7 separate regions of the Mus musculus genome follow, and all the other regions are linked to region 5. A link is a contact called in public HiCAR-type and promoter capture Hi-C data. All regions are on one chromosome and are shown on one strand. Each heading gives the region's core, a stretch centred on a gene start, on an enhancer-like site or on the middle of the called end of the contact. The rest is flanking DNA. Distances are from core to core; before and after follow the strand shown. Region 1 has its middle 33 kb from the start of Pitrm1. Region 2 has its middle 38 kb from the start of Gm35615. Region 3 has its middle 140 kb from the start of Gm46401. Region 4 holds the start of Gdi2 (guanosine diphosphate (GDP) dissociation inhibitor 2). Region 5 holds the start of Akr1e1 (aldo-keto reductase family 1, member E1). Region 6 holds the start of Klf6 (Kruppel-like factor 6). Region 7 has its middle 78 kb from the start of Pitrm1.

Evidence for each region. Promoter capture Hi-C pulls out the DNA fragments that hold promoters and counts their contacts. HiCAR-type assays count read pairs that join an accessible place to other places.
Region 1: a promoter capture Hi-C map of hippocampal neurons shows a contact between it and region 5, with 15 times the contacts expected there. The contact joins the enhancer-like site here to the promoter of Akr1e1 in region 5. A contact is called at or near these places in 9 of 39 promoter capture datasets (the 3T3-L1 cell line, the C10 cell line, cranial neural crest and 6 more) and 2 of 115 datasets of contacts at active chromatin or transcription factors (bone marrow-derived macrophages and large pre-B cells).
Region 2: a contact with region 5 is called in a HiCAR-type map of astrocytes, with 7 times the contacts expected there. The contact joins the enhancer-like site here to the promoter of Akr1e1 in region 5. A contact is called at or near these places in 8 of 39 promoter capture datasets (the 3T3-L1 cell line, the C10 cell line, cranial neural crest and 5 more), 1 of 115 datasets of contacts at active chromatin or transcription factors (astrocytes) and 1 of 9 other capture datasets (embryonic stem cells).
Region 3: a contact with region 5 is called in a promoter capture Hi-C map of liver, with 5 times the contacts expected there. The contact joins the enhancer-like site here to the promoter of Akr1e1 in region 5. A contact is called at or near these places in 9 of 39 promoter capture datasets (the 3T3-L1 cell line, 3T3-L1-derived adipocytes, embryonic stem cells and 4 more) and 1 of 115 datasets of contacts at active chromatin or transcription factors (astrocytes).
Region 4: a promoter capture Hi-C map of the HPC-7 cell line shows a contact between it and region 5. The contact joins the promoter of Gdi2 here to the promoter of Akr1e1 in region 5. A contact is called at or near these places in 5 of 39 promoter capture datasets (the 3T3-L1 cell line, the HPC-7 cell line, liver and 1 more), 1 of 484 Hi-C or Micro-C datasets (rod photoreceptor) and 1 of 115 datasets of contacts at active chromatin or transcription factors (pro-B cells).
Region 6: a contact with region 5 is called in a HiCAR-type map of astrocytes, with 5 times the contacts expected there. The contact joins the promoter of Klf6 here to the promoter of Akr1e1 in region 5. A contact is called at or near these places in 13 of 39 promoter capture datasets (3T3-L1-derived adipocytes, HPC-7-derived erythroid cells, cranial neural crest and 8 more), 3 of 484 Hi-C or Micro-C datasets (B cells, olfactory sensory neurons and rod photoreceptor), 3 of 115 datasets of contacts at active chromatin or transcription factors (astrocytes, microglia and pancreatic cancer cells) and 2 of 9 other capture datasets (adipose tissue and macrophages).
Region 7: a contact with region 5 is called in a promoter capture Hi-C map of hippocampal neurons, with 16 times the contacts expected there. The contact joins the enhancer-like site here to the promoter of Akr1e1 in region 5. A contact is called at or near these places in 19 of 39 promoter capture datasets (the C10 cell line, the HPC-7 cell line, HPC-7-derived erythroid cells and 13 more), 2 of 484 Hi-C or Micro-C datasets (cerebral cortex and uterus), 3 of 115 datasets of contacts at active chromatin or transcription factors (astrocytes, double positive thymocytes and large pre-B cells) and 3 of 9 other capture datasets (adipose tissue, embryonic stem cells and macrophages).

What each region holds. Positions count from the first base shown.
Region 1 is chr13:6,513,054-6,517,077 of GRCm38.p6, reverse strand. No RefSeq gene overlaps it. Among named protein-coding and RNA genes, the nearest start is that of Pitrm1, 33 kb to the left of the region's middle. Within about 2 kb of position 1,512, at least 16 of the 459 cell types and tissues checked have an H3K27ac peak or open chromatin away from gene starts, as enhancers often do.
Region 2 is chr13:6,249,519-6,253,299 of GRCm38.p6, reverse strand. No RefSeq gene overlaps it. Among named protein-coding and RNA genes, the nearest start is that of Gm35615, 38 kb to the left of the region's middle. Within about 2 kb of position 2,104, at least 30 of the 459 cell types and tissues checked have an H3K27ac peak or open chromatin away from gene starts, as enhancers often do. A contact at or near this core is called in astrocytes, where this site is marked.
Region 3 is chr13:6,057,634-6,061,835 of GRCm38.p6, reverse strand. No RefSeq gene overlaps it. Among named protein-coding and RNA genes, the nearest start is that of Gm46401, 140 kb to the right of the region's middle. Within about 2 kb of position 1,830, at least 101 of the 459 cell types and tissues checked have an H3K27ac peak or open chromatin away from gene starts, as enhancers often do. A contact at or near this core is called in 3T3-L1-derived adipocytes, astrocytes and liver, where this site is marked.
Region 4 is chr13:3,536,163-3,540,029 of GRCm38.p6, reverse strand. It overlaps Gdi2 (guanosine diphosphate (GDP) dissociation inhibitor 2), which reads right to left and starts at 1,955. Exons shown (of 11, transcript NM_008112.4): 1 at 1,687-1,955. The coding sequence starts at 1,731.
Region 5 is chr13:4,606,829-4,611,090 of GRCm38.p6, reverse strand. It overlaps Akr1e1 (aldo-keto reductase family 1, member E1), which reads left to right and starts at 1,927. Exons shown (of 10, transcript NM_018859.2): 1 at 1,927-2,006; 2 at 3,533-3,700. The coding sequence starts at 1,968.
Region 6 is chr13:5,860,146-5,864,230 of GRCm38.p6, reverse strand. It overlaps Klf6 (Kruppel-like factor 6), which reads right to left and starts at 2,742. Exons shown (of 4, transcript NM_011803.2): 1 at 2,389-2,742. The coding sequence starts at 2,592.
Region 7 is chr13:6,468,012-6,472,034 of GRCm38.p6, reverse strand. No RefSeq gene overlaps it. Among named protein-coding and RNA genes, the nearest start is that of Pitrm1, 78 kb to the left of the region's middle. Within about 2 kb of position 2,519, at least 50 of the 459 cell types and tissues checked have an H3K27ac peak or open chromatin away from gene starts, as enhancers often do. A contact at or near this core is called in adipose tissue, astrocytes, cerebral cortex and 2 more, where this site is marked.

The sequences.
Region 1 (4,024 bases), core at 263-2,762, 1.9 Mb before region 5:
GTGTTGGTTATTGTGTCATCATGACACAAACTAGAGTCACTCAGAAAAGAGGGAACTGCCTCCATGGGATCTGCCAATGGGAACAACAGACAGCAAATGGGAACGCTTTCAAAGACGTGGAAGCTACTGCACATGTTATGAGTCATGGTTGTCCTTCTTCTGGACTGTGTTGTACAGGCTGGTTTTGTGTCAACTTGAGACATAAAAGGAAAGAGCCTCATTTAAGAAAATGCCTCCATGAAATCCAGCCGTAAGGCATTTTCTCAATTAGCGATCAAAGAGGGAAGGTCCAGCACATTTTAGATGCTGTCATCTCTGGACTGATGGTCCTGGATTCTGTAAGAAAGAAGGCTGAGCAAGCCAGGGGAAGCAAGGCAGTAAGCAGCACTCCTCCATGGCCTCTGCATCAGCTCCTGGTTCCAGGCTCCTGCCATGTTTGAGTTGTATCCCTGACTTCATTTGGGGATGAACAGCATCATTAAAATGTAATCTGAATAAACCCTTTTCTCTCCAACTTGCTTTTTGGTCACAGTATGTTGTCACAGCAATGGAGTGGCTATAGGAGGCAGAGACCACCACTGTTCAGCCTTTGCCTAAGACCAAGTGCGTTAGCAAGGGCCATGCCATTTTGTAGGGCTCCTTCGTTTCTGATGAACCGTGACAATTAACGTTAGTACAGTGATTTGGTTCATATAGCTAAGGCAACTTCTTAGCAAGAGGTGATCAGGAAAGATGTTAATGATCACTAACATCCTTTAACTCAGCGCCCATTGGTTACTCCCAGCAACAGCTAACTGTGGTCAAAAATGAGGAAAGTTCCCAATACCATACCTTCCTCTAAAACCTTTAAGGAGGGATCCTCACGTTGCCACATGGACCAAAACTCTTCTCAGAGACACCACTGTGCTTATATCTATCTGCCTATTGATGGCACTGATAACTTTTTAAATAAATAAGTCTCTAAGCTAAAGAGACCACCCATCTCAGTGGATTGAACCCAAAACCCAACCATTCAATGTATAGAAGTTTGAAAGCAGGACCTTAAGTGAAGAAGGCAGGTGTGCCTCCTAGTCATTATAAAAGACCCAGATTGCTTCCAGCGGAGGGACTCCATTTCCATGTTGTACCAACCTGCAGCATCGCACAGTACTGGTCTCTGAACTGCAATACAAAATCTGAGAAATTGTCCCCAAGATACTGACACTCTGGCGACTGCTATTTCTGCAAGAAACTTCTCTGACTCAGGTGTTACGTCTTCTGATTGCGTTTGTGATACTGGCAGGTTCCCGAATTGGGTCATAGGAGAGTTAACATCTCAAGGGCTTTCAGGGATTTACAATGCCCTGAGCAACCGCCCCAGCCAGAGGGACTCTAGTGCCCTCTAGTGGCAGGTGTAGATTATTAATGGAAGGAAAAAACATGGTTTGGTGAAACTTTCTCAGAGGCTGCTTGCTCAGAACTTTCTAGGTCCCTGTGGTTTTCCCCGTATGAAGTGTATTATTCACAGTCCCAACCACTATGTTTCTTAAGGCTTTGGGTGAACTTTATGGTAGCCCTCATGAGGATGTAGCCTGTAGAGGCACTACCATCCCCTACCCCTGTCTGTAGCCTATGTATCCATACAGGTGCCAGGAAAAGGTCCCAGCTCTGGGATGTACCCATGACACACTGTAGCAAACCCAAGCCTCCATTTAGAAATACAACTTTGTTATCTTCTCTTTTTCATGGTTGACCGATCAGGAAGTTTCTGGGCATGTCAGCCTTGGGTGGCAGACCACACTTTTTCATCTGGTATCAGAGAACAGAGTGACTTTGAAAACTGTCCAGAGTTAGTTCAGAGGGGTTCAGATGACAGGAAGTGCTGCCCCAGAATGGTTTTGTTTATTCACACTCCTGTCTTCAGATAAAGCTGGTCTCTGATGGGTGGAAGCTGGTCACGCTCTTCTCAGGGACAACTGCATGCTGTCCTGTCTATTGCCATGGATTATCTTACTTTATAGTGTTGTAGAGAACACCTTTCCATCACTGCGACAAAGCACCTGAAGAAAATAAGCTGAGAAGGTAAAGGGCCTCATAGGACATTTCATCCTATGGTCTCTTGGTCCCACTGCTTTGAGGGGCTGAGGCAGAAGATCATGGAAGGAACACGAGGAAGAGGAAGCTGTTCACTTCACGATGGCCAGGAAGTATAGAGACAGATAGGAAGAATGAGGCCTCAATACCCCCTTTAAGGACACCCCCAGTGATCTAACTTCCTGCCAAAGGCCCTATTTCCTAATGGTCCCACCATTCTAAAAGCACCAATTGCTGGGAACTAAGTGTTAACACATGAGTCTTGGAGTCTCTCTCTCTCTCTCTCTCTCTCTCTCTCTCTCTCTCTCTCTCTCTCTCTCTCCCCCTCCTTTCCTTATCCCTCCCCTCCCTCTTTATCCATTTATTCTCGGTGTTTGTGTTCAGTATGCCATCTTTGGGCATACTTCCCTTTCTTTTTTTCTTTTCTTTTTTTTTTAAATATTTTTATTACATATTTTCCTCAATTACATTTCCAATGCTATCCCAAAAGTCCCCCATACCCTCCCCCCCCACTTCCCTACCCACCCATTCCCATTTTTTGGCCCTGGTGTTCCCCTGTACTGGGGCATATACAGTTTGCATGTCCAATGGGCCTCTCTTTCCAGTGATGGCCGAGTAGGCCATCTTTTGATACATATGCAGCTAGAGTCAAGAGCTCCAGGGTACTGGTTAGTTCATAATGTTGTTCCACCTATAGGATTGCAGATCCCTTTAGCTCCTTGGGTACTTTCTCTAGCTCCTCCATTGGGAGCCCTGTGATCCATCCAATATCTGACTGTGAGTATCCACTTCTGTGTTTGCTAGGCCCCGGCATAGTCTCACAAGAGACAGCTACATCTGGGTCCTTTCAATAAAATCTTGCTAGTGTATGCAATGGTGTCAGCATTTAGAAGCTGATTATGGGATGGATCCCTGGATATGGCAGTCTCTAGATGGTCCATCCTTTTGTCTCAGCTCCAAACTTTGTCTCTGTAACTCCTTCCATGGGTGTTTTGTTCCCAATTCTAAGGAGGGGCATAGTGTCCACACTTCAGTCTTCATTCTTCTTGAGTTTCATGTGTTTAGCAAATTGTATCTTGTATCTTGGGTATCCTAGGTTTTGGGCTAATATCCACTTATCAGTGAGTACATATTGTGTGAGTTCCTTTGTGAATGTGTTACCTCACTCAGGATGACGCCCTCCAGGTCCATCCATTTGGCTAGGAATTTCATAAATTCATTCTTTTTAATAGCTGAGTAGTACTCCATTGTGTAAATGTACCACATTTTCTGTATCTATTCCTTTGTTGAGGGGCATCTGGGTTCTTTCCAGCTTCTGGCTATTATAAATAAGGCTGCTATGAACATAGTGGAGCATGTGTCCATCTTACCGGTTGGGGCATCTTCTGGATATATGCTCAGGAGAGGTATTGCTGGATCCTCCGGTAGTACTATGTCCAATTTTCTGAGGAACCACCAGACTGATTTCCAGAGTGGTTGTACAAGCCTGAAATCCCACCAACAATGGAGGAGTGTTCCTCTTTCTCCACATCCTCGCCAGCATCTGCTGTCACCTGAATTTTTGATCTTAGCCATTCTGACTGGTGTGAGGTGGAATCTCAGGGTTGTTTTGATTTGCATTTCCCTGATGATTAAGGATGTTGAACATTTTTTCAGGTGCTTCTCTGCCATTCGGTATTCCTCAGGTGAGAATTCTTTGTTCAGTTCTGAGCCCCATTTTTAATGGGGTTATTTGATTTTCTGAAGTCCACCTTCTTGAGTTCTTTATATATGTTGGATATTAGTCCCCTATCTGATTTAGGATAGGTAAAGATCCTTTCCCAATCTGGTGGTGGTCTTTTTGTCTTATTGACGGTGTCTTTTGCCTTGCAGAAGCTTTGGAGTTTCATTAGGTCCCATTTGTCAATTCTCGATCTTACAGCAAAAGCCATTGCTGTTCTATTCAGGAATT
Region 2 (3,781 bases), core at 855-3,354, 1.6 Mb before region 5:
TCCCAATTTCTCATGACAGCACTGCTCCTAGCTGTAGAGCAATTGTTCACACACATGTGCTTGTGAGAAACATTTACATTGAAACCATAATGGTCCATGAAGACTCAAGAATGAAGCAGTTTATGTATCATTCTTAACAACCCAAACCACCAGAATAAGAGCTTCCATGGAAACCTACGTATAACTTTTTTTTCTTTGTTTTTGTTGTTGTTGTTTGCTTGTTTTATGCTGATGTTCCACTGAACCTACATTTCTACTTCTTGGTGCTAAGAGTCGTATTTTTTCTTTTTCAAAAAGAGAAAGAGTTAACAGTGGCTCTAGTTCTTAGAATATCTAGTCATGTTTAAATATCATTTAGTTCTGGGACTCCTATTAGGAAGTTTCTTGCTGAAAGTAATTTTAGTTCTTTCTTTCCAGAACCTTACAGTTTCTCCTGGTTGAAGCAAGAGTGTAAAGCATAGATAGAAGAAAAGTATCAAGGTTAATGTGCGAAAGGAACCACTTTGCAGAAACTTGTCCCATCAGGGCTCTGTATAAGAGACAAGGGATGCAATCCCAAAGAAAGCAATGTACACATGTCATGAAAAGTAAGTTCTACTTACTGACATAGAAAATCCTGGTATGTGTTTCTGTTGGAAAGGAAAGACCCAGGATTTGAGCATTGGACCAGACCCAGTTCTCTAGCCCTCCCCTTTCTTTGGGGCTGATTTCTTCATTCTTAATAAATTGTTTTAGTCACTGTCTGTGTGCTCCTGGTCCAGTTCTTTGTTCTGCAACACAAGAAGTTAAAAATTTCAGTGGGTATTCCTATACTCAGCTTGTGACTCTAAAGGAATCACGTAGATAGTTTGTTAAGAGAGGATTCTGGCATCAGGTACATTTTCAGAGTACTTGACTTAGTAGATAAAGATTGGCCCCTTAAGTTAGAGCTACTCATTAGGAACCACAGACCGACTGCACCTTTTGCCTGCTAGAGATAAGACCTCAGATAACAGTGATGGATACTTATCTTCCACACAGCTTCTTCCTTGACAAACTAGATACAGGGATGTGGTGGAAAGTGCACACAGGAAGCCTTGCATCCTGTGTGCTGGCCACATACTTTAGTAGTGGGCTTTTAGTGTTGAATTAGATTAGAGACACTCCTGGGACTTGCGTTCTATGCACCTTCTGTATGTATGTGTGTGTGTGTGTGTGTGTGTGTGAGAGAGAGAGAGAGAGAGAGAGAGAGAGAGACAGTGAGAGACAGAGACAGAGACAGAGACAGAAAGGGAGAATGACAGGTATGAATTTTGTTCAGTGCATTGGTCAAAGTGCTCCATATTTATTTTCTTATGCTGCTCTTTGTGTGATAGGATTCATATTCATACAAATAAATAGATAAGAATTATATTCTTGCATAACATTACTACATAGAAGGTTAATGATGGTGAGAAAATTAAGTAACTGGCTAAAGAATGGATCTGGGAAAGTGAAGTAAATATATGTCACTGTTTTGGGTGATACCATATAAGAGATTATCGAATTGACCTGTTGCTAAGTGTATTTAGTCTAGGATGGGAGTACTACCTGATGAAATCAAAGACTGACTTCACCAGAGAGGACTCCCAAGCCACCCAAGTACAATGAGCACTTCTAGGCAGAACACATAGCACTATTTATAAATAATAAATGAATCCAGAAATTCCACAGCTAAGGAGAGCAATCTACAATGGCATAAAACCAAATATTCCAGCAAATCACAGTTCAGTGTTGATGGTGTGGAAGAATGACAGGGTGAGAAGGCTCCCCCAGAGCCATGCATAATTGCATTTTATATCATTGGACTAAATTCAATCCTGCTAGGTTGCAGGGTTCAGTTGTTGTAAAAACAGTAGATATAGAAGAATTCTTCAAGTGCATTCAGAGGAGCAAGAGATCATCACTGAAGAGAAATTCTTTCCTTTCAGTTTAAAATAGTTCCCACCAGTATAAGGACTTTATTCAAATACATTTCATTACATCATCTCTGAAGCATTTTTTGTCCAGCAGGGAAAGCAGCTGGACCATGAGTGATTTTTGTGTTCTAAACAAAGCAACTTCCTGTGAGCACCATTCAGAATGTGGAGACCCTGATGTTTCTCATAACACAGTGGGGGAGGAGTCCGGATGGCAATAGAAGCAGAAGCTGCTCTGTGGTGTTTTGCTCCCTTATTTTGTGTGTGTGTGTGTGTGTACGTAATGCCTTCAGATAAATATAGTCATATGCAACCAAGAAATTGTTCTTACGATATCAATTGCACTCTGATTAAATTCCCTTTAACAGTAAACATTGATACAGCAGAATTTCTTTGTTCCTGTTCTCTGGAGACACCAGACTTTGATTCTGGCATTTGTCCCCAACGTGGATCCTCCCTTCTAATTCAAGCGATGATGCGATAAGCACTATTATTTAGTTTATTCTAGTCAATAGTTGCATATCAGATAACTCAAAAAATAACATTATTGTCAGCTAGCTGGCTAGTCAGATATTAGCATCCTTGAGGTTATTGAGGACAGACCCCTTCATAATCAACAGCTTGTCAAAACAAGAGCTAAATCTGCAAGACTTTGATTATTGCTCAAAAGAATGAGATCTGACTCCTAAATTTCTTGTCTTTTGTAATGATATGGCATTCAAAACCACTCCAAAGACTATCAGATGATGATTTAAAAAACAAAACCAAAAAACAACATACCATTGTTCCCTGCCTTAAGAGGTAACGCAAAGGAGACTGTCAAACTGCTTCGCAGGAAAATGTCCTTCAGGAAAGTTGTCCTGAAATATTAAGAAACTGTAGATATTCCACTAAAGCATGTAGACAGGACACCATTCTCTCTGGTCCATGTCCATTCTCACCTCTGAAAGTGCTTTCCTTTGCAATGTTCCCTCTTGAGATGACTCCCCATCACACGTTGAGAGTATCTCACTTGACTCTGTGATATGTCCTGCCTGTTTTCTGTACTATGCTCCTTATGTCACATCACCACGCTCTCAATGAACCACACAGGCCAGGGGAGTAAAGAGGAGGATGGAGTGAGATCCCAGAAATAGCTTCCAAACAAAATGAGGTTAACAGTGAAAGTCCTAAGAGGCTGGATTTGATATGCAATACCTGAGAGTATACTTTGTTGTATAGAAAGAAAATCTACGAGAGTAAAATTACTTCTTGGAAGACGATCTGTTGAAGTTGGAATTAAATGAAAATCTTCAACTCCAATAAAACAACATTTGGGGCATATTAAGAGGTAAATATGGTAACATTTAAATTTTAACCAACTAGGGGAGTGGCTGAAGTGTCTCAGTGGCTAATGGAGCTTGCTGCCAAGCTGAAAGCCACTGTCAAACTGCTTCGCAGGAAAATGTCCTTCAGGAAAGTTGTCCTGAAATTCAATCCTGAAAGTTGTCCTGAGTTCAATCTCTGGGCCTCACATAATGGAAGGAGAGGAGTCCAGTAAGTCATCTTCCGACACTAGCATGCACATCATGGCATGTCACACACACACACACACACACACGCACACACGCACACACACACACACACACACACACGCACGCACACACACACACACACACACACACACGCGCACACACACGCACGCACGCGCACACACACACACACACACACACACACACACACACACGCGCACACACACACACACACACACACGCGCACACACACACACACACACACGCACGCACACACACACACACACACGCACACACACACACACACACGCACGCACACACACACACACACAC
Region 3 (4,202 bases), core at 581-3,080, 1.5 Mb before region 5:
GTCCTGTCTCTTCCAAATCAAATAATCATTCCAACTAATCAGGATGTTTTTAGATGCTTGGAATTTTACTATGTAATAAAAACCTAACATAGTCTATTCCAAAGAATACTTGAGTAGACACGTCGCATATCCTTGTACGCAAGGTGAAGTCAGAGGTTCCCAAAGACTGCACAGTCAGTTCTAGGCCAGCCTGACCTGTGGGGGATTGTGGAAATCCACCAAAGTGTAGCATTCAACGAAACTCAAACAGTCAGCTCCAGAAAATGTCAAATGAAGGCCTGGGGCTGAAACTCAGCAGCAGAACACTTACCTACCATGCCTAAGGCCCTAGGGTCAAGCCTCAACCCTCATTAAAAAAAGAAAAAAATCTGTCTTAGTTATGGTTATTATTGCTGTCATGAAACATCATGATGAGAAACAAGTTGTGGAGGAAAGTACTTACTCAGCTTAGACATCCACATCATCATTCATTATTAAAGGAAGTCAGAGCAGGAACTGGAACAAGACAGAAACCTGGAGACAGGAGCAGATGCACAGGCCACGAAGAGATGCTACTTACTGGGTTGCTCCTGGGGCTTGCTCAGCCTGATTTTTTTTTTTTATAGAACTCAGGACCACCAGCCTAAGAGTGGCCCCATCCACAATGGGATGCACATTCACCCATGCATCACTAATTAAGAAAATACCCTATAGGCGTCCCTACATCCTTATCTTATGGAGACATTTTCTCAACTGAGGTTCCTTCCTCTCAAATGACCCTAGCTTGTGTCAATTGACATAAAACTAGTGAGCACAATGTCAGATAATTACCTGGACACAAGGCCAGGCATCACTATACTATTGTAGGAGAACAGAAGACCATAGAGCTTACCCAGCTCCTGCTTGACCATGTCTTGACGGTATAAATAACATTTATTTAGTTACATTTCTCTTTCTTTTTTGTCCTTCTCGGAATCACAAAATTGACTTTTGGAGCCCTGTGAATAGGGAAGTTTCTAGAAGGGCAGATCAGCAAAATGTGAGCAGAGGTACACACACATGCTGCTTGTTGATTGCTGACATAAAAAGGCCATATCCTCTTCCTTCAACCCTACTTTCCCTTCAGGAACGACCATGGAGTCTGGTATTGAGATCAGAGACCACAAGAAGCTTCCAGGGTAGTGATTCACATCTTAGAGAATCCAGTCTTAGCCAGCAACCCATACGGACAACAGATATTCTCTGAGCAAGAAATAAATGTCAGCTGTAAGGTCTTGAGATGAACTTCATACAGAAACATAACCTGACTTAACTTGAAAAGCCCTCACTCTAAAAAGCATTTTTCTGTCTGAAAAGCCCGTTATTAGATATGTAAAACGCAACCAATGCTCACAGCCTTTTCTAAAATGTACATTGCACAGTTCTCAGAGAGATAAAAGGAAGTGCTAGTGGAGGTGGGGAGGGGGGTGGGGTGCGAGGCTGGGCGTGGGGCAAGGATGCCAGTTCCCCGAAGGGAAGCAGCCAATTCCTCCTCACCCCTTGCCTTCTGTTAGCTCCACCTTGCTTGTACCCATTGTGAAAATCAGGCTTCTAAAGAAGATCTTACCTTAACGAAGTGCCCCTCCCCCCAGCTTAGAGGCAAAAGCTTAGAACAATTGGATTAAATGATTCCAGCTGTGGAACTCTAGCCTATGTGCAGTCTCACGTGTGCCTGCTGAGTAATTTGCTGACTGCAAATTCCTGTAAATCATGTAAGCTTCTGCCAAAAGGCCCAGATACACTGGGACATCCCCTGTCTGGCATTGCATCAGATGACCTTTGGCATCTGAAACACTTTTGTTTACAAACTGTGATCCTTTAAAATGTATTGAGTGATTAAAACCTGACCGAATTGGGGAAAGATGAGCTGAGAATTAACTTAGGGCTGGAGATCAGTTTGTTTGTTTAGTTCCTTGCATGATCTTGGCCAGGAGGATTCTGACATTACTTGGACTCCTGCAGCAAAGAGCGGGCTATCTGCCAGTCTTAGGAGTGAGTTGGAAAGCAGAATTGGTGTGTGCAATGTGGTCCTCTTACAACATTGCTGTCGACTTGGTATTCTTCTGTGAAATCCATCTGGAATGTTTGCAAAAGAAATGTGCTCTTTGCTGGGTTATTAATGAGAGGGCAGATTGACACCATTATTGTGATGGGCTTTATTAGCCAGCGTGGTGGTGTTTTCCTTGCAGAGTCTCAGCTATCTGAAGGTTAACTATGCAAGTGCATGTTGGCTGACTGGCGATAGCCTGTAATTCTTTCCTATTAGGCAATTTAAGCATTCTGCTCCCACTCCAGCCAATGCTTAAGAAAGCCCTAAAGGATGCCAGCTATCGACTTTAATCAGACATCAGAGCTTAACCTAATAAAAAATTGCTTTTGGGCCATGCATAATTAAATGAGCATATTTAGAAGTCAAAACACTGTATTTTCCATGGGAAATAATATTATTATAGTGATAGAAATATAAAATTATGAATTCCACAGCTGCACTAACATGCATGTCCTAGACGTAAACAAATAGAGAGAGAATTAATTTTAAATTTCCTTAAAATTTCCGGTGCCTGGTGAATTCTAAATAAATCCAAACCATCCCATATTAGAAAGGAAGTTTTTTGTGTTATTTTTTGTTGGTATGAGTTACATTGTTTTCTTTGTTATAATTCACTCAAAATGTGATTAAAAAATGAGTAGGCGGTAGCTATTACAACTAACAATATAACCTGGCATCGGATTTGATAAGAGAGAGAAAGAGAGATGGGACCTACTATGTAATTTCATTTACAGTAAGTGGTCCAAAACATCCTCACTCACAAAAACACATAGAGCATAAAATGGTTAAGTACCAGAAACCCAGGAGGCTACAGCCCCCTCCCCACAGGGGACACATAATAATGTAACATACAAATAACTCTTGTCCAGCAGGGAAACATTTCCCAGCAACACTCCACCTGGAAAGATGTCCTCTTCCCTCCCAAAGGCTACATTAAAAATCCTTTCCTTGAAATTCTCAACTAACTACAGTGAGAATAGAAGGCATTTTGAGGCTCACATACCTTTTCTACACTCAAACATTTTATTGGATAATTGGGGGAAGAAGTTTAACATACTGGAAGAACACTCATGTATTTATTTGTAGGTTAATTGTCCACAAGATCCTAGGCAGAAAGATGGGTCAATAGAGCCTACAAGGCCAGGAAATAAAAGAACAGTATGATGGCAAAGTCTCAGTAAAACTTTCAACATGGTCATGACTCCATACTTCTATGACAACTGGAGCTTTGAGGATTGCCTGGTCAATCTTTATAAAAACTAGCTACACACTATGGAGGAAAAGGTGTTTTCAACTCTACCTAGCCGGAGACATTGCCAACCCCCACTTATCACCTATGATTTAATCAAAACTACCCAATCAGACAACAAGAATCCCTTAGGATCCTTTTGTGGTGCTCTAATAGAAGAGCTGAGTGTGAATAACATATATAGAATGTAGATGTATCTCTTATGGTTTTAGAGCTTGGAGATTTGAGATCATGCAATGGTATTTCATTCTGTTGGTGGCGGGAAGACTTTCTTCTCTGGTGAAGGGGTTGTTGTGACTTCAGAGGGAGGGAGGTAGATGAGAAGAAAGAGAAAATGCTCTCAGTCAAGTACTTTTACAAGTTTGCCAATCACATAGGTTAAGGTGGAGCCCTGTGATGAAGTTACCTCTCGAAGGATGCCATACCAATACCACTGAATGGGAAGACATGTCAGTGTGATGTTCTGTGCAGATAAAAATATGCAAACCATTGCAGAGAAATCCATAACAGCCATAATGCTATAGGATAGTCCTGTGAAAATGGCAGAGGAAAACCAGAAGAGAGAACAAAAATAGATCAATAGAAGAAGAGGAGCCAATATGAACATGCCCCATGGCCACATTTGAACACGATTCCCACTTTTACTCTAGTGAGAAAAAGACACAGCTATCATGTTTGTACATTAGAATTTGCATCTGTAAAATGTTTTCAAGTATGGGATAATATTAAAGTTAAAGATTTATAATCACACCAATAATACTTTTCAAGAATGAATGTTATCTATGAGTTAATATTGAAAAAATCAAATATTATTCTCTCAACAAGGGAAAAAACAAAAGAATAAAACTATTCTAATACAACATGTGTCATGATCAAATGTAATTG
Region 4 (3,867 bases), core at 706-3,205, 1.1 Mb after region 5:
AGGTGAGCAATGATGTCTATCTCCAGTCTACTCTCTGGGCAGTCACATGTTACTGAGCCTTGAGCAGAACATCTTGGCCTTGCCTTTCATCCCAACACCCAGAAGGCAGGGATAGGCAGAGCTCTGCATTCCTGGACAACCAGAGCTACAAGGTGAGAACTTGTCAGAATTCAATAATCTCTTCTAGCAATCATTCATCACTTCAAAGAGAAAAATAAGCTTTTCCTAAAAGTATTAAAAGAAAAAAAGTAGAATAAAAAATCTTGAAGGTTTTCTCTAAAACAGTTATTTCCGAGTATTTTATCTTAAAGATATTAATTTGATTCTAAGAAATGCCAATGCAAGCTGGGCGGTGGTGGAGGCAGAGACAGGCGAATTTCTGAGTTCGAGGCCAGCCTGGTCTACAAAGTGAGTTCCAGGACAGCCAGGGCTACTTAGAGAAACCCTGTCTCGAGGAAAAAAAAAAAAAAGAAAGAAAGAAATGCCAATGCATTTCAACAAAGTCGAAAGCCGTGGGGCTCTTATTAAATGACTTGGACATTTGATGGATAGACATATGGGATCCATACATCAATGTTCCAGATGAAGTAATTTACCCATAATTTCACATTCAATACCCCCCCCACACACACACACCGCAATTGATATTCAAAATGGTCGGTTCTCTTCCCAACTCCTTTTTGCAAAAGATCAGCCCTTTTGTCACAGTGGGGGGCCGGGGGGAAAGCACAAAGTATAAAAACCTGTCTATATTTTTCCCATATTTAAGCAGATAGATACTGACGAAAACGTACTGGAGCATTAGGGACCGCCTTACATTTACATACCAGTACATTCACACTGCGCATTTATTTTCTAACCTCCCAGAAGTGTAACAAGTACAGAGAACTTAGCCTCCCCCTTCTCAAGAAACTGTGGCGGCACGCAATAAACCAAACAAAAGGGAAGCACGGGCCGGACGTGAAAAGTATTTAACAGACAAGTTTTGAGAAAATTCATTTCCCATTTCAAGCGAGTGGATGAGAGGGCAGTGAAGCAATTAGAAAAAGGGTGTTTGTTTTTTTCCTAAAGAAACTCGTTTCATGATTTTCTCTAGAAACTTAAGTTGGCCAAACTCTAGGACAAATTATCGATCAGCGATCATCCTTCTGTTTGGCTTTCTGCGCCCTGAGACTAGCTGAGTAAGCTGCTGCTGCTGCTGCTGCTGCTGCTACTCGCCACTTACATAGGAAGTGCAGGCGCCAGCAGCGACTCCCTCCCGCTCGGTCCAGGGCTTGCCTGCTTCCAAGCGGGAGAGGTCATTCACCCAAAGGGGAAGTGCAAGGAGCACAAGCTGTTTTCCCGGTCCTCTTCCTTCCTGCAGGAGGACGAGGCTGTCTCTCTCCGGCTGCTGGGCGGTTCTGCCCTCAACTTCCCAATGGGCAGGCTTCCCACGGACACGTCCCGGCTTCCACATCCTGGTTTTCCCTAACACACTACCGACGCCTTCAAATCACTGCATCCCAACAAGCCACGACCTCCCTATCCCAGACTCAACGCGGGCGAGTGGGGACGGCCCCCAAGGGGGCGCAGACACCGGCAGTTCGGGCGCGGGCGAGGCTCGTGCACACCGATGGGACCCGCCCTCGCCCCCGGGCCCGGCGGAGGCCGGCCGGCCGCGTCTCCCCGCAGCCCGCCGCAGCTCACCGTCAGGCCGGTGCCCAGCACGATCACGTCGTATTCCTCATTCATGGCGGGGAAAGGAGCGCACGCGGGGGCTCGGAGGCCGCCGTAGAGAAGGGAGCGAGAAGTCCGGCCGCTCTGGGCCCCGGGGGTCGGGGGGAAAGGGAAAAAGCGAGGAGAGGAAAAACGGAGCTGAGGAGGAGGAGAGGCCGGCCGCCACCTCAACGGGAAGAGAAGAGCAGGGAGGGGAGGGAGGGGAGGCGGGGAGAGCGCGGGGTGAGGAGAGCGAGCTCCGGCGCCGGGGCGGGGCGTGCGAGAGGCCGACGGCGCCGTCAGTCAAGGGGATCCTGCTCTCTCATTGGTGAATTTCCTTAACCCCACCTCTCCCCCCCTCGTTCCCCTCTCGCGAGAGAAGGGCGGACTGCTGCCATCTTGGCTTCCGGTTTTGCGCTTTTTTTTTTTTTTTTTTTTTAAATTTCACCCGTCTTGTGCTCCTGTGGTATGGGCGGCGACATGCGAAGCTGAGGGTCTAGTTGAATAGGAGGAACAAGGCGGAAACTGCAGCTGGGCTACCACGTGCCTGACTCTCGCGCCAAGGTGTGAGATGGAGCACGGTTGTTTAGGCTTCGGGCCACGGAGCCCAAGCTCCGCCCTTGGGACTTTGAGAGGTGTACGTGCATCGCCCTGGCCGAGCGGGGCCAAGTCGTGAGGACGCCAGCCTCTCCGAAGGTTGGCAGCCTCGTTGCCTCTGCAGCTTGGCTCCTGGCCCTGCCCCTGCCCCTGCCCGCGCGGGGCTGGGAAGACCTCAGGATTCTGTGTGCCCTGCTTTAAACTTGTATGGTTCTGTTCGAACAAATAAATGTGTTCTAAACTGGTATCCATGCTTTAGGTAAAATGTGGTCCAGAATGGCTTTCCTATATAATGCTCCGCATTCTAGCTTGTGATGCAAAGCAGGTTATAAATTTAAGAGTTGATAACCCTGGTACCCAAGCAACTGGGCTTCAACTAGTCTCTCAGGCTGAAGGCTGCCAAAATGTGCTTATAAAGGCAAATGCTGAATTGCACTATATTTTGTATGTTTGCTGTGTTTCAGCCTCTACATGCAATTACCACACTAGAGGTGGGGCTTCTGAACCATCTTTGGTGTGCTGCCTGGTTCTGGATCCTGATCCTTGTTAAAACTTTGTTGAATCTAATTAATTTCAGAGTTGTTTTGTTTTGTTTGGACAACAGAATTGTCAGGGTGCAAAGTAGACCTTCCAGTAACCCTCAGGACCATTAAAGCAACATTTGCAGGCCCCTTGGACATCAAGCTCCACTGGCTTTGAACTAGCTGTGCTGTGCCTCGGCCCTTAGCACACACCTTTAATCTTGCTGGAATACAGGCACACCCTAAGTGCACACCTTTGATTCCAAAGGTAAAACTAGTTTATTAGAAGGAAGCACCCATGTTTAACAGTGATGTCTAATTGAGTGGCTTGACTGAATCAGAGAAAGGTTTGCCAGGTTATACCCAGCTCTCAAAAGAGAGAGGGAAGGGAAGCTATTTAAGAGGCAGTACAGAAGAGGAGGAGGAAGCAGTTTTACTGTGACAGTTATAAAGGGACAGGTTGCAGAGAGGACAAATTAGACACAAGTAAAGACAGAATGAGTCAAAGAAGAGGCGAAAAACCAAAACAGATTGCTATAGTTAAAGGTCAAGCAGAGCAATTCGGAAGAAGCAGAGAGGAGCCAGATTGAATCAGTCAGCTTGGAGAGGAGTTTGAACCAGAACAGCTGAGTTGAACCATCCAGCCAGAGTTCAGAAAGAACTAGAAAGGGTGAGTTTATTCAGCAGTAAGTCTCAGAGGCTGAAAACATTCTAGGGCTACATTAGATTGTATGGAGGCTGGAAGCTTCTGCGACTAGGCCTACATTGGCAGAAAGGAGCAGTAAGTCTCCCAGATGACAGTTACACAGGAGAATAAAAGTTGCATTAAGAAGCTGGGTGTGGTGGCGCACGCCTTTAATCCCAACACTTGGGAGGCAGAAGCAGGCAGATTTCTGAGTTTGAGGCCAGCCTGGTCTACAGAGTGAGTTCCAGGACAGCCAAGGCTACACAGAGAAACCCTGTCTTGAAAAAACAAACAAACAAAAAACAAGTTACATTAACATACTATATACATACCATATGTAATCTCAGCCAGCTTTTTTTGTCTTTCCTT
Region 5 (4,262 bases), core at 678-3,177:
TTATAAAGTTCATGTGTCTTATGATTTTGTTTTTTCATACAACTTATTAGTGTGTCTTCAATTGTATTTCTTAATTATGAAGAATTATTGCAAAATAGTTCCAAAGTTTAGGTGAAGTGTCTCCTGTGTAGTTACCAGCTTGCCCTTTAAATTTGTTGATTTTTCTCACAATTACCTATATATAAGAATAAAATGTGTTTTCTAAAATGACATTTATTAAATACATATGCAAAATTAACCTAATGGCATCCAAATATTTCCGGTTTACCCTTGTTAAGTTGCTTGTACTGACCAGAATATGCTGTTTATTGAATGGATAATTGAGCAGATGTATTTGCATTCACATATACATATGCATGTGTATATGTTCATTATGTATATGTTAGTGTATATATTTGTCTCTGCCTGCCATGAGAACCTGGCAAAAGTTTTCTGTGTGTTAAAATAAACTACCTCATCAAATTTTGAGGTTTCAATAATTTCTTGTAAAGCATGCTTGTATGTTTTTCAAGTATTTACATCTGTAACATTGGTTTCTGCTAAATTACTACCTAAGAAATCTGAAATGACCATTAAAAAAGAAGGCATCCCTAGATCAAACTACCCTTTTATGAAATGATAGAAATCATTTAAAGATAGGACAATATTTCTATAGATTTATGAACTGAAAGTGTAAGTGTCGCTATGAGTAATAAAAGCTTATCAGAGAGAGAGAGTACTAATAATATTGAACATCTGAAAACACATCCTCTTGCAAATGGATACTTCCATGTTAATCTGCATAAAGATCGAAAGCTACAAATAGTTGTCTGACCGTTAATGGCTTAACTTTGCCATTTTTACAAAATATAAATAAAAAAAGAGAACTGGAGAAGATGTAGAGTTTTCCACATCCACAGTGCATCTGCCATGAGCACTTGAAAAACTCAAACAAATGAACAGATGTGTAATATGGCAACAGAGAAATTAAAATAACAAAACAAAACTTTGGGTTGAAATTGTAAAATTGTTGAATTCTGCTAAGTTTTTAATAAGTTATTAACAAACATAGTGAAGGATACAAAATTCTAAGCACTGTAACACGCAAATCTTCAATTTTTCTAATCATCTTAGTAATGCTAATATTTTCGAAATAGCTATTTACCTTTGCGTTTATGGGCTGGTTTTCTGGTTCCTTCTAGATGTTTCAGCTTGTGATTTTAGGATTATTGCCAACTGAATAAGACCTAAAAATCACCTGGGAGACAGTCTTGTAGGCATTCCTTTGAGGGATTATCTTGTGGGAAGACCCTTGGGTTTTTGTTTTTGTTTTGTTTTGTTTTGTTTGCAATTATAATTACATTTCTCTCTTCCTTTTCCTCCCTCAAAATCTGCCTATATACTATTTGCTCTCTTTAAATGACCTCCCTTATTATTAGTTCTTATTACAGTGAATAATCTTCCAGAGATGTTTAATTTTTAATCTTGATTTTTTTAATTCCATAAGACACACCTTAAAAATGATATTCAGATTATATTTCCTCTATTACTAAAATGGCAATCACCTCAAAGTAGCACTCATCATCATTGCAAGGTTCAAGACAGCTGATATAGTCAAACCTGTTTTTTCCAGGATACTAGAAACGATCATCAATCTAAAACATCTGATGTCCAGGAAATATCCTGAACCACAGCCTGTTTGCAAGAAGGACAGAGCACTGGATCTGGGCTTTAGGCAGGTTGCTCGGAGACGGAATTCTTAGGATCATAGAGGATTTAGGACAGAGATAAAGCACAACCAAACCCAATTGCTTAGGTCCCCTGAAAGATGGACTATGCTCTCAGCCAATCAGAGCACCAAGCGACCTCTCCATCAGCCAATTAAACTGCCAGAACTCCAGCCTATCACGGCATTTCCTGAGGTCCCTGGAACGCTCTCTGGCCGCTAAAGTGCAGGAAGAGGCTGAGCCTTTGAGCAAAGGGGAACCATGGAAAACATCCCTACAGTGGGCTTGGGCACCTGGAAGGTGAGGACACACTCCGGTGTGGGTGGGGCTAAGGGTCCCGGAGCCTGATGAGTACATGCTCAAAAACAGCCAGGGGCACGGGATTTCTTTTGCCTAGGGTGATTCCTTCCAGACCCGGGCTCTGATTAAGGTTTTCCCCCAGACGGATTAGAGGAGAAGTTGGACTCTCTCTCCTGTGATCCTAAAACACCCTGCTCCCTGCGAGGATTCAAAGCTGTTAGACTAACTTTAAATAAAGCAGTGTGCTGTTAACCTAGCCTTGTGTGAGCTAATCACGGACCCCCAGCCTCCGAAAAATCATTTATGCCTAGTGGCACTCATCTTGGCACAGCAAAACCGAGTGTGTGTCAAATGGCCACAAGGAAGCGTGCTACTTTGCATGCTAAAACAAACCAAATAAAAATAATTAAATAATTGCACCGATGTAAGTGTAATGTCTACTTCTGGAGTCCACTAGCGACATTAGAGATATTTGCGAGTAGTTACACTGCTTGCTCAGTTGATTTTGAATGTAGGGCATAATGAACGTGAAGTTGAATAGTTGAATAGGCCTGTCTGACTCTGGGACAAGTTGTGGGGGAGGGGGAGGCATGATCAAAATTTGTTTCTTTTTATGGTTTGGGGGTTTTGTTTTGTTTTGTTTTTGATAAAAAAGTAAATTTAAAAATTCTGTTTATAGGAAGGTTTTCAAATAAATGTTTCTCCAGAATTTTTTGTAAAAAGGATGGGATTATTATTATTATTATTATTATTTTGGCAATTTGGTGATTTGAGTGTTCTTTGGTACCACATAGTGAATGCTGAGATGTGAGATGAAAGAAATGTCAATAAAATAATAAATAAATAAAACTGTGTGTGTGGGGGGGGGGGAATCACCCTCCCAACACAATTGAAGCATTTAATTCTATCTCCTGAAGACACAGGAATATGACTTTCAAAATATGTGAAGGCAATGGAAAACCATAGCAAATGTGACACTGACTGATGATCTTAAATAATGTCGCTATGCTAGATATGTATATCCCCTTGATCCAATAACCAAGTCATTTAGGACAAAGCAAGGAAGAGATCAAATTCAAAGCTACCTTGAGCTACACTTTTCATATTTGATGGAAATGTCTGTGTCTCACTAAGCTTTTCCTGTGTGTACCCTACAGATATTGAGTGAGTCCATGTGTGTGATACTTGTTTTATGTTTACAGTTGATTCATGCATCCCTGGGTGCTAAATATCAGACCGCTTCCTGCCCCAGCTGTTCTTAGCCCTTCTGTAATCGGGAAGCACAACACAGCAAGAGCTGAAAAGCACCCTGTTTCCAGAATGAGTAAAGATAGCAGAACAGAATATTAATCATATTCTGACTATGACGTTCCATTCTCTACCTTTTGGTCTGGCTGATGTTCATACTGCTTTACTGATTTGAGTATTTATGTATTGCTTGGCTATACTTTCCCACATGACGGGGGAGAAAGGGGATTGGGTTCCCCTGACAGAAGAAACTTTCCTTGTGTTTGGTTATATTCCAGGCCTCCCCAGGAGAAGTGACTGATGCAGTTAAGTTGGCTATCAACCTGGGCTACCGGCACTTCGATTGTGCTTACTTATACCACAATGAGAGCGAGGTGGGAATGGGAATCAGTGAGAAGATCAAGGAGGGCGTGGTGAAGAGAGAGGATCTCTTTGTAGTCAGTAAGGTAAGGCTTCTCCACTTCCGCAGGCAAAGCTCCTGGCAGAGCTGGAACCATCTAGCCTAGAGGATTTGGTCAGTTTCCTTATGGGAATTGGTGCTTTGGGGATGTAGTTGATTCTCCTCTAGCTTTGTGAACATGTGAGGTTATGTTTTGTTTGCTTACATCTTTGTTTTATTATTTGGCCATTCAGGTGGCCATGCAGAGACATACCACCAATCAACAATACTTTCATGAATGAAATCTTGGTTGAGTGACACCACCTTTGTGTCTGTAGTGAAGAGAATAAAGTCCGAGCACTTTTGAATTCTTGTCTACTACATAGACCGGCCTTAACTTGGAATCACCTGCTAGAGGTGATCAAAGGGCACATTCCAAACTCCACACTAAGAAATTGACTCTGAGGTGATAGCTGTACAAGCAGGAAGCAAGTCAATCACGCTGTATGCATGAATGACCAGGTGTGGGAGTCTCTGTGAAGTCAATCACGCTGTGTGCATGAATGAGCAGGTGTGGGAGTCTCTGTGAAGTCAATCATGCTGTATGCATGAATGCAGCAGGTGTGGGA
Region 6 (4,085 bases), core at 1,493-3,992, 1.3 Mb before region 5:
CAGCTGACAATATAGGGCTGGCTGTAGTCAGAGAACAGGCAGCAGATAGCTGTCTGTATTCACTTCATGGGCATCGATACATTTGAAAAGAAACCTCTCATTTTCTGTGTAGCTGGGACCTAAGAGATATACATATACATATGCATATATATATATATATATATATATATATATATGTATATATATATATATATATATGCGCACACACACACACACACACACACATATACACATGCATATTTTTAAATGTCATTTCCCAAGTCCAGGACTATGGATACCACCAAACTTTAATGATTTCTTTGCACTGGCCACAGGGAAACAAGAAACCTTGACAACAGAAGTGAATTCTTCCAGAGTAGCTATCTGCTATTGTAAAGGATGGAAAGGGGAAATTACTCCCTGGCCCTTCTGGGAGTCCCACAATGAACAAGGACTTTATCTCCTGGCCAAGGGTACAACAGTATGAGTCATCACTCCTTTTTCTTTCACGCAATGCCAAAGGAGACTTCCTTTTGAAATTCTGACCTGCAGCCAAATAAGGACCCGGCTCAAATATACATGCAGTGTGCCATAACAGGGTGCCCCTTCCCAGCCCTGCCACCAACCTTTCAAGGAGCTACACACTGCAGAGATCAGCAATCCCCTCTCCCCACCATCTCAAACTTTCTAGCCACTGGAAAAGAAAAACGGTAGGAAAGATTTTAGGATTCAATTATGTAGGCCCTGATTTTTCACTAGCTTTGCCTGCATGCCCATATAAGGCCGTCTGTGCCTCTGTGTATTCTATTCTACAGACAGAAATTTCGGCACTAAACTGCAACAAAAAAATGTTATCAGGGTACAGACCATCTTGAGCACAGGCTACCAGCAAAAGGGCTAAAGCTTACTAAACAATGTGCCTTCTATCACAGTATACACATCCTAAGTCCCGGCCTCACACAGCAAGCACAAGCAAGCTAAGGAAGAGGGGGTGCCTGTTTTCCATTTCCCCCCAAAATTCGATGTCTGTTACAGTGTGTACAGTATTAGGAATCGAAGCGGCGATACCTATTATTGATGTTCCAAAGAAATGGCGAAGACATTTATGAAGATCTTGTTAAACTTTAATCAACTGGCTAATTTAAAATCGCCAGTATGCTGATGAGCAGTGGGGACCTGATCGAAGCTCTCTGGGAGTTTAAAAGGCTCTGAAGGGGACCAGGAGCCAAGTCTGGCTAGTTGCCCAAATCCCAAATGCCTAAAGGAAACTACTAAGATCAATTTCAATCACGTCCCAGGGAGCAGCTTCTTTGAGGAGGAAAAATGGAGAGGGGGAGAGAAAGGCAGAGAGGATTGTGAACAATTAAGCCGGCATGGGGAGGTTTCAGCCAACACTTCGCTTTTCCTGGGTTTTAAAGCCTGGGAGGTTGTGAAACCGACGGAATTTATTTGATCTGCTAATTCACTTGGAGGAAAAAAAATACCCAGAAGGGTAGAGAGACGGCCACAGAATCATCGTTTTTAAAGACAATGGTGAAAGTGTTTGAGAATATTTTTGCCACTCACAGAATCCTATGACTTAGAAGGGGTAGGGGGTGTTTCTTTTATTCCGGTTGCCCCAAATTCTAGTTCCACTAAAATGCCGGAATTAGAGATTTTTCTTGCCCAAAGTAAGACCCGAAGCAACTAGGAATGGACTCATTGTCATATGACTGACAAGTCACTTGTGTGCAAACAGCACCCCCACACACACACACCCGCCGCGCAGTCAACAAGAAAAGCAGGTAAGAAAAACAAGGCAGGCATACGTGAATGATAAGAAATTATCCAGACGGAAAAGAAACTGCAAATGGCCTTGAATTCAAAAAGAACTACTGCGTTCCGCAAGCAAAATGTTAAGACTTTTAAATTTGGGACATACAAATATCAAAACAAAACCAAAATCCTTAAATCAAATCTTTTGGTAGTCAAGGCAAGCTCGTTCGTATGACAGGGTCCAGCTGTGGAGTTTGGAGCTGGTACAAACCCCAAACTTGTGCCAAGGGCTCAGGTCTGGATCGGTCAGAATAATTTGGGGTCCCCCCCCCCAGGTGTATGCTGCTCGTAAGCTCGGAATTAGCAAAACACGAAAAAAAAATGAAGAAATAAAAACGTAGTGGGAAGGAGAGCTCGCCTTCACACAAATGACAACTCTACTCCTCGCTCCCGAAGGCTCGCTCTACAGTGCCTTCATCATTCCAGGCAGCAGAAGGACATCTTAAGATCATTACTTTATATTTTTAATTAGGCAAATGCTAATCATCATTAAAAAGATGCACTTCCAAGCACACACCATCTTGCCTGCTCCTCCGCGCGACTCCCTCCTCGGCGTACCGGGCAGGTGAAAAAAAAAAAAAAATCCGTATTTACCTGTTGCCAATATTCCTCCAGGGACGGCAGAGCCGAGAAGTAGCCCGTTTCGTGCACAATCTGTAGTTCCTGGAAGATGCTACACATTGGGAGCACATCCATGTCGGGTTGGAAAAGACAGTCCTCGCTGTCGGGAAAACAGGGAGGTGAACGATCAGGAGTCCGAGCAGAAACTGTTCCCGGGAGCGCAGGTGAAAGTTTCATGCAAACTGGATGGCGCTGCAATCGGACGCCGGGTCCGGACCCTCCCGCAGCCCGCAGCGCGCCGAGCCCACGCAATATTTGCAAACAGCGGACTGACTGCAAGCGTAACCCCTGCAAAACTTCCCTATTCAAAGCTCCGCTGCCAGCCTCCCCCCTCCTCCCCCGCTTGGCTCCCCCCTTCTCCCCCCACGTGACCAGCTTGGAGCTCCGCCCCCCACGGTACCCAATCCTGCCGCTCCTGTACCCGGGGCTGCGCGACGATGATGTCAGCTCGCACCAATCGCCGGTGCGGACACACAGCGGCCCCGCCTGGCGTGACCGAGCCTCTTCATTAAAGGCCTCCTTATTGGTGCAATTCGAACTCGGCCTGCGCTGATTGGAAAGACGTCTCACAGGCTATTTTTAGCAGGGTATATAAGGCGAGGGCTACGGCGCACCGAAGGAGTCGGCGCTGGGAGGTGTACAGCCCAACGTTGCAGAAGTGCGGCCGGAGCGGCCGGAGCTGGGGGAGCCTAGCCGGGCAACCGGGCACCTGTCCCCGCCGCCCGGCTGCCCGGTTGCACCTTCTGATCCGGTCACACGGACCGGCACCCCCCAAAAAGACCAAAGATAGCAGACATATTCCCGATCCCCCTCATTTCCTCCCGCTGGGTTCCCGTGTTCCCGGATCCTTCCCTGACCCTCCATTCTCCTTGGTCCCTTGATTTCTCTCTTTGTTCGGAGTCCCCTCCATACTCAGAGATGCAGAGGTGCCCCGGGGTGGGCGCAAACGTGCCCGCAGGTTTCCCTGTGGCGATGGGACAATAAGACCGAACAGCAGGGGGACTTGGTACTCCAGAGTCACTGTGTGGTAGTTTCTGTCTAGGACGGAGGATGACAGGAGCCTGAGACCAAAATACCCCCACTTCTTACGCAGGCAGAGAGGGGGAAACGGTAGAGCATCTCAAAAGCCCCCTACCTGACCAGTGTGTCAAAAACACTCAGTTCTCAGGAATGAATTTTACCCACTCAAAAGTTGAAAATGCAGCTTTTAAGATCGCATCCGTGACCTGGCGCCATGGCCACACTGTACTTGGAGACCTGGACATTCACAGCTTAAAACTCCCCTTTTTCTTGTTGCACAGTTTTAATTCAAAGAAGATGCAGATTTTGCTGCTAATGGGGTTTAAATCTGTTTATCTCGTAGAAGGCAGTCTCGGAGATGTCTCACCAAGGTTAACAGGCTTTCCCATGGATGTGTAAACAATTCAAATTAGGTTGAAGATGACAATTTTTTTCATACAAATTATCTACCAAAGCACACCATGATATCTAAAAAAAAAAAAAAAAAAAACGAGCGACTAAAATTTTTGAATAAAAATCCAATTATAACAACTTCGAATATAATTTTTAATGAATAGTATCCTTTTAAAAGTTGTCAAGTACGTAAAATAAGCTGAGGGGAGTTTTTCTGTTTAATTTACGAAGTCTAGAAGAGAAGCATGTGCCAGAAC
Region 7 (4,023 bases), core at 1,270-3,769, 1.9 Mb before region 5:
TGAGGTCAAGTGTTCTCAAGAACTTCAGATGCTCAAGGATTTATTTTATTTTACTATCTGCATATATTCGGGAAGACTCTAACACAAGGCAACGAAGTATTTACTAATGTTTTGAGTTCCTAGGAGCCAACCCTCATACTGGCATCCAACCAGGTAGAAGTGAAAGGATTGCATCTCGAGTAAGACACCACTAGGTGTCGCTACCTTCCTCTGAATGGGAGTCACCGAGGCCTCCTGCCATGCGGCTAAAATGAACTAGAGCAAAAATTGTGTTGATTTCAAGGAAAGCGTTCTTCTAATAATAATGAGATGGTAATTAGTAGGGGAAATGGCATAAAATTATTTCAGCATTTAGGAAAACTATGATTCTAAGCTACAGAATTTTTTATTTTTTGTTTGGAAGTTCATTCAGCGAATGTGCAAGAACTTCCGAGTTAATAGCATAGCCTTAATGAGGGAGGATCTCGTTTTTACCCCCTGTGGACAGAACCCTCGGATACTCTCCAGGGCAGTGTAAGGGTGATTTCTAATGGGTCTATAAGATTTCTAAAGGCTCCCACTTGGTCTAGCATAAGGACCCCATTCAATCCTCAGGTAGGCTGCAGGGCATATGGAGACTGACAAGCACTTAGCGGGCATGGACAGGACACCGGACACACCCCAGTCACCTCTCATGTAGCTGACCTCGATTTTACTGATCAGGTTGAAAACAAATTGTAACTTTTCCAAAGCCAAGTTCAAAGTCAAAGTAGATTTCGGAATGCAGGCTGTGTGTCTCTGGGATCCCCGCTGTTCGCATTATGCTTCATGTCTTCTGTGTTTGACCTTCAGTGGGCAACTATTAAGGGAGACAAAAAGGAACCAGAGGGCAGAAATAGAAGGGAACATTTCTTAGAAAACCCCTGAAAGAAAAGTAAACCAGACTAATGCTCTTCTTTTAATTTAGCCCTGTCGTTGCAGAGGTGAGAATTAGGATTTGCAAGGAGCCTCTTCTTTGAACCAATCCAAATAAAATGAAAAAGAGCTTGAGGCACGAGGCTGATGCTGTGTGACCTGAGAAAGTTGAGGCTGCTTCTTTGCATATGCAATGAGCAGCCAGGGTGTGAAAATAGACAGGATCGGGCCTCTCTTGGCTGCGGATTCCTAGCTGTGCCTCTAACACGTTCCTTTCATGCCTGCACCTCTTATACCATTATGCGGTTTGAGCCACATGCAGGAATAATGATTCAGCTTAGACTAGACACAAGGGCCAACCAGATTTGAGCTGATTTCTAAACCAAATCCCAGGTTTGGAAAATTACTAGTGTATGTCGCAGTTGCAATATATTAAGAACTTCTCTAAATGAACCACCATGAGTGGATGTGGTCTGACTCCCACCCTTGGGGTATCCACAGTAACCCTGCACAGTATGCGGAGAATTTCCCCTGTACTTTTCTTCTGCAGTGTGGCATTTGCTACAGGACCCTGCATTACCAGGAACCACAGCTCAGCATTCTTAAGAGAAATATTATTTGGTGTTTAGTGGAGCCCTAAATTAGTGATGCACCGTAGTGATTTTCATTTGGAATACCCTCGTTACCATGGCAATCATATCATGCCATGTTTCGTTGTCTTGGGTGTTTCTAGAAGCAATCCAGTCTCCGTAAACTCCTCATCATGTCGGAGACCCTGAATACTCCACGTTTATGCATGCTGACTGAAATCAGGCATATTAGAACCCCAGGGCCGAGAACACATCCAACTCTGTCATTATGTCAATTTCCTGCATATTGAGTAAGCATTAGCAGTCACATAAAGTAGACAATTAGTGAACTACAAATAGGAAATGCACAGGTCTTGGACAAATCTGTCTTTTGATATTCTAGGTATTTATGAGAGCTTAACAGCCTGCATAGTAAGCTGCCGACCTCAAGACTCTCTCTGCCTATGAGGCGCGTTGGCACACCTGTGAACACACGTGTCTGTATGGTGTGTCCATGCGTGTGGTGATAATGCTGTGTGTATGTGTGGGCAGGTATGTATCTGGGTGTATGTGTGAACCTGCATAGTGTGTGTGTATTAGACATTGTGGTGACATAAAGAGAGATGAAGATAAATAACATGGAGAGAGGAGGGAGGGAGAAAGGTTCAGGAGATGGAGGAGGAGAGAGAGTGCATGGTGGGAGTGTACCACAGAGCCTCTGAGAGGAACAACCCAGGCATAGGCATGTGTGAGCATGAGCGATGTCCTTCACTTCCCTTGTCACAGTCCAACACATGCTCTGAATCTCATTTTTGAACCAAAGCTTCAGGCACTTCCTGGCTGACTGCCCATCAGTTTCAGCCTCCACTGAGCAGAAAGAACTCCTGGGAGGGGCTCTGCATTCTGAATGGACTGGACGAGGCTGGTTTTGAAAATAAGTCTCAAGTTATAGTCTTGCTGGGGAAACTCATCGCAGGTGACCTTTGTCTCTTGGGCTCTCTCCCCAGGGGTTTTTCCAAGAAGGGAAGGAAGCTTTCTTCTGAGTCTTCCAGCAGGTGGCAGTGCGGCCGATAATTATCTCCTCGGAGGCTGCAGTAAACACTGTCTTCTTTAGATGCTGAAGGAAGTGAGCTGTCTCCCTCTTCATTAAGGGTCAACGTCAGTGAATGATAAAGAGCAGGATGAGCTTTGGAATAGCAAACACTCAGCGCATAGCATCCTCTAGCAGTTTTGAAATGCATATATGTAATTATTATATGGGGTATAGTCATGTTCAAAGCACGAGTTGGCAGACTCAGTGACTTCCTATACCACAGACCCCAGTGCCATTACACAAATCAACACAAGTGCAGTTGGGCTTCTTCCAGGTTTCAAGAAGTTGACACAAAATCTCAGTTGCTTACCGGTGACTGTGATTCATAGCAAGAACTGACGTTCCTTCACTTAGTAATGTAGGAGGGGAATGTGTGAAGGTGAAAGTTGAGGACCATGACAGAGTCTAATAAAAATCTATGCATACTACTTGGAATATAAATAGAAAATATACACCCCACAAATATACCTATGGTCTATACAATCTCAAATATCTCAGTGCCTTGACTTCTAATGAAAGACCCACAACGTGAGGACTCCCCCACGTTCTGACTCAGGAGAGGTGACACCCCAAATCTCTCACGAGAAATGGTCTTGATGAAAACTGCAAGAGGTTTATTCGGGAAAGAACAGTGCACTGGGGACGACTCATATCCCACGCAGGGGTAGAGGAGTCGACCACGAGCTCAAGGGGTAAGGGGTTTATAAAGGCAGAAACCGCAAACACCTGGCATTGGGCTATAGCATTTGGCAAGCTAGCAAGTTTGCATAATGGATTTAAGGAATGGTTAGAGTATTCTGTACAAACATTTCCTGCAACAATGGGGCAAGTTCTACTCCCTGCCATTAATGACACAGGTCTAGGGGCTTAAATAATTTTCGCTCTCTCTCAGGATCTTTCACTAACCCTTTGCCCTCAATGTCCATCTCACTCTTCTTCAGGATGCTAGCAGGATGGAGCTATATCACTTTGTGAGTTCAGTGTGGTACTGCTTGTCCTGCAAGCTTTCACCTTTCTTCAAGGAAGACTCTTTCAGAGTATAGTGAACTCTGATATGTACAAATGTACAGTAGTCTTTCTCTTAGGGTAAAGATGTTCCTGGCCAGCCATACCTCGAGGATTCTCTCAGGATCTCAAATTATAGCATCCGCGTGTGTGTGCAGGAGAGCTTGTGAGAATGGAGGCAGGTTCCATGGCAGACTGTGTGGTTCTGTATGACCTAGCCTTGCTGTGGAGCAGTTTCCTCAGAAATTAAATATTTCTCCTTGGAGAGAAGCTACTTAAGACTCTGGCTATCTGAGACAGAGGTACAACCTTCTATCCTGCAGAAAAAGCTAATAAAATTCAAGAAGTTAACAACTCAACAAGTCTAGGAAGTTCCTGAAACTAACCAGATTCACTAAGAATTTCCTTCTCCAAGCAGGTATAAGCAGTAAAGACTGACGAGAGACATACTCAGACAAATTG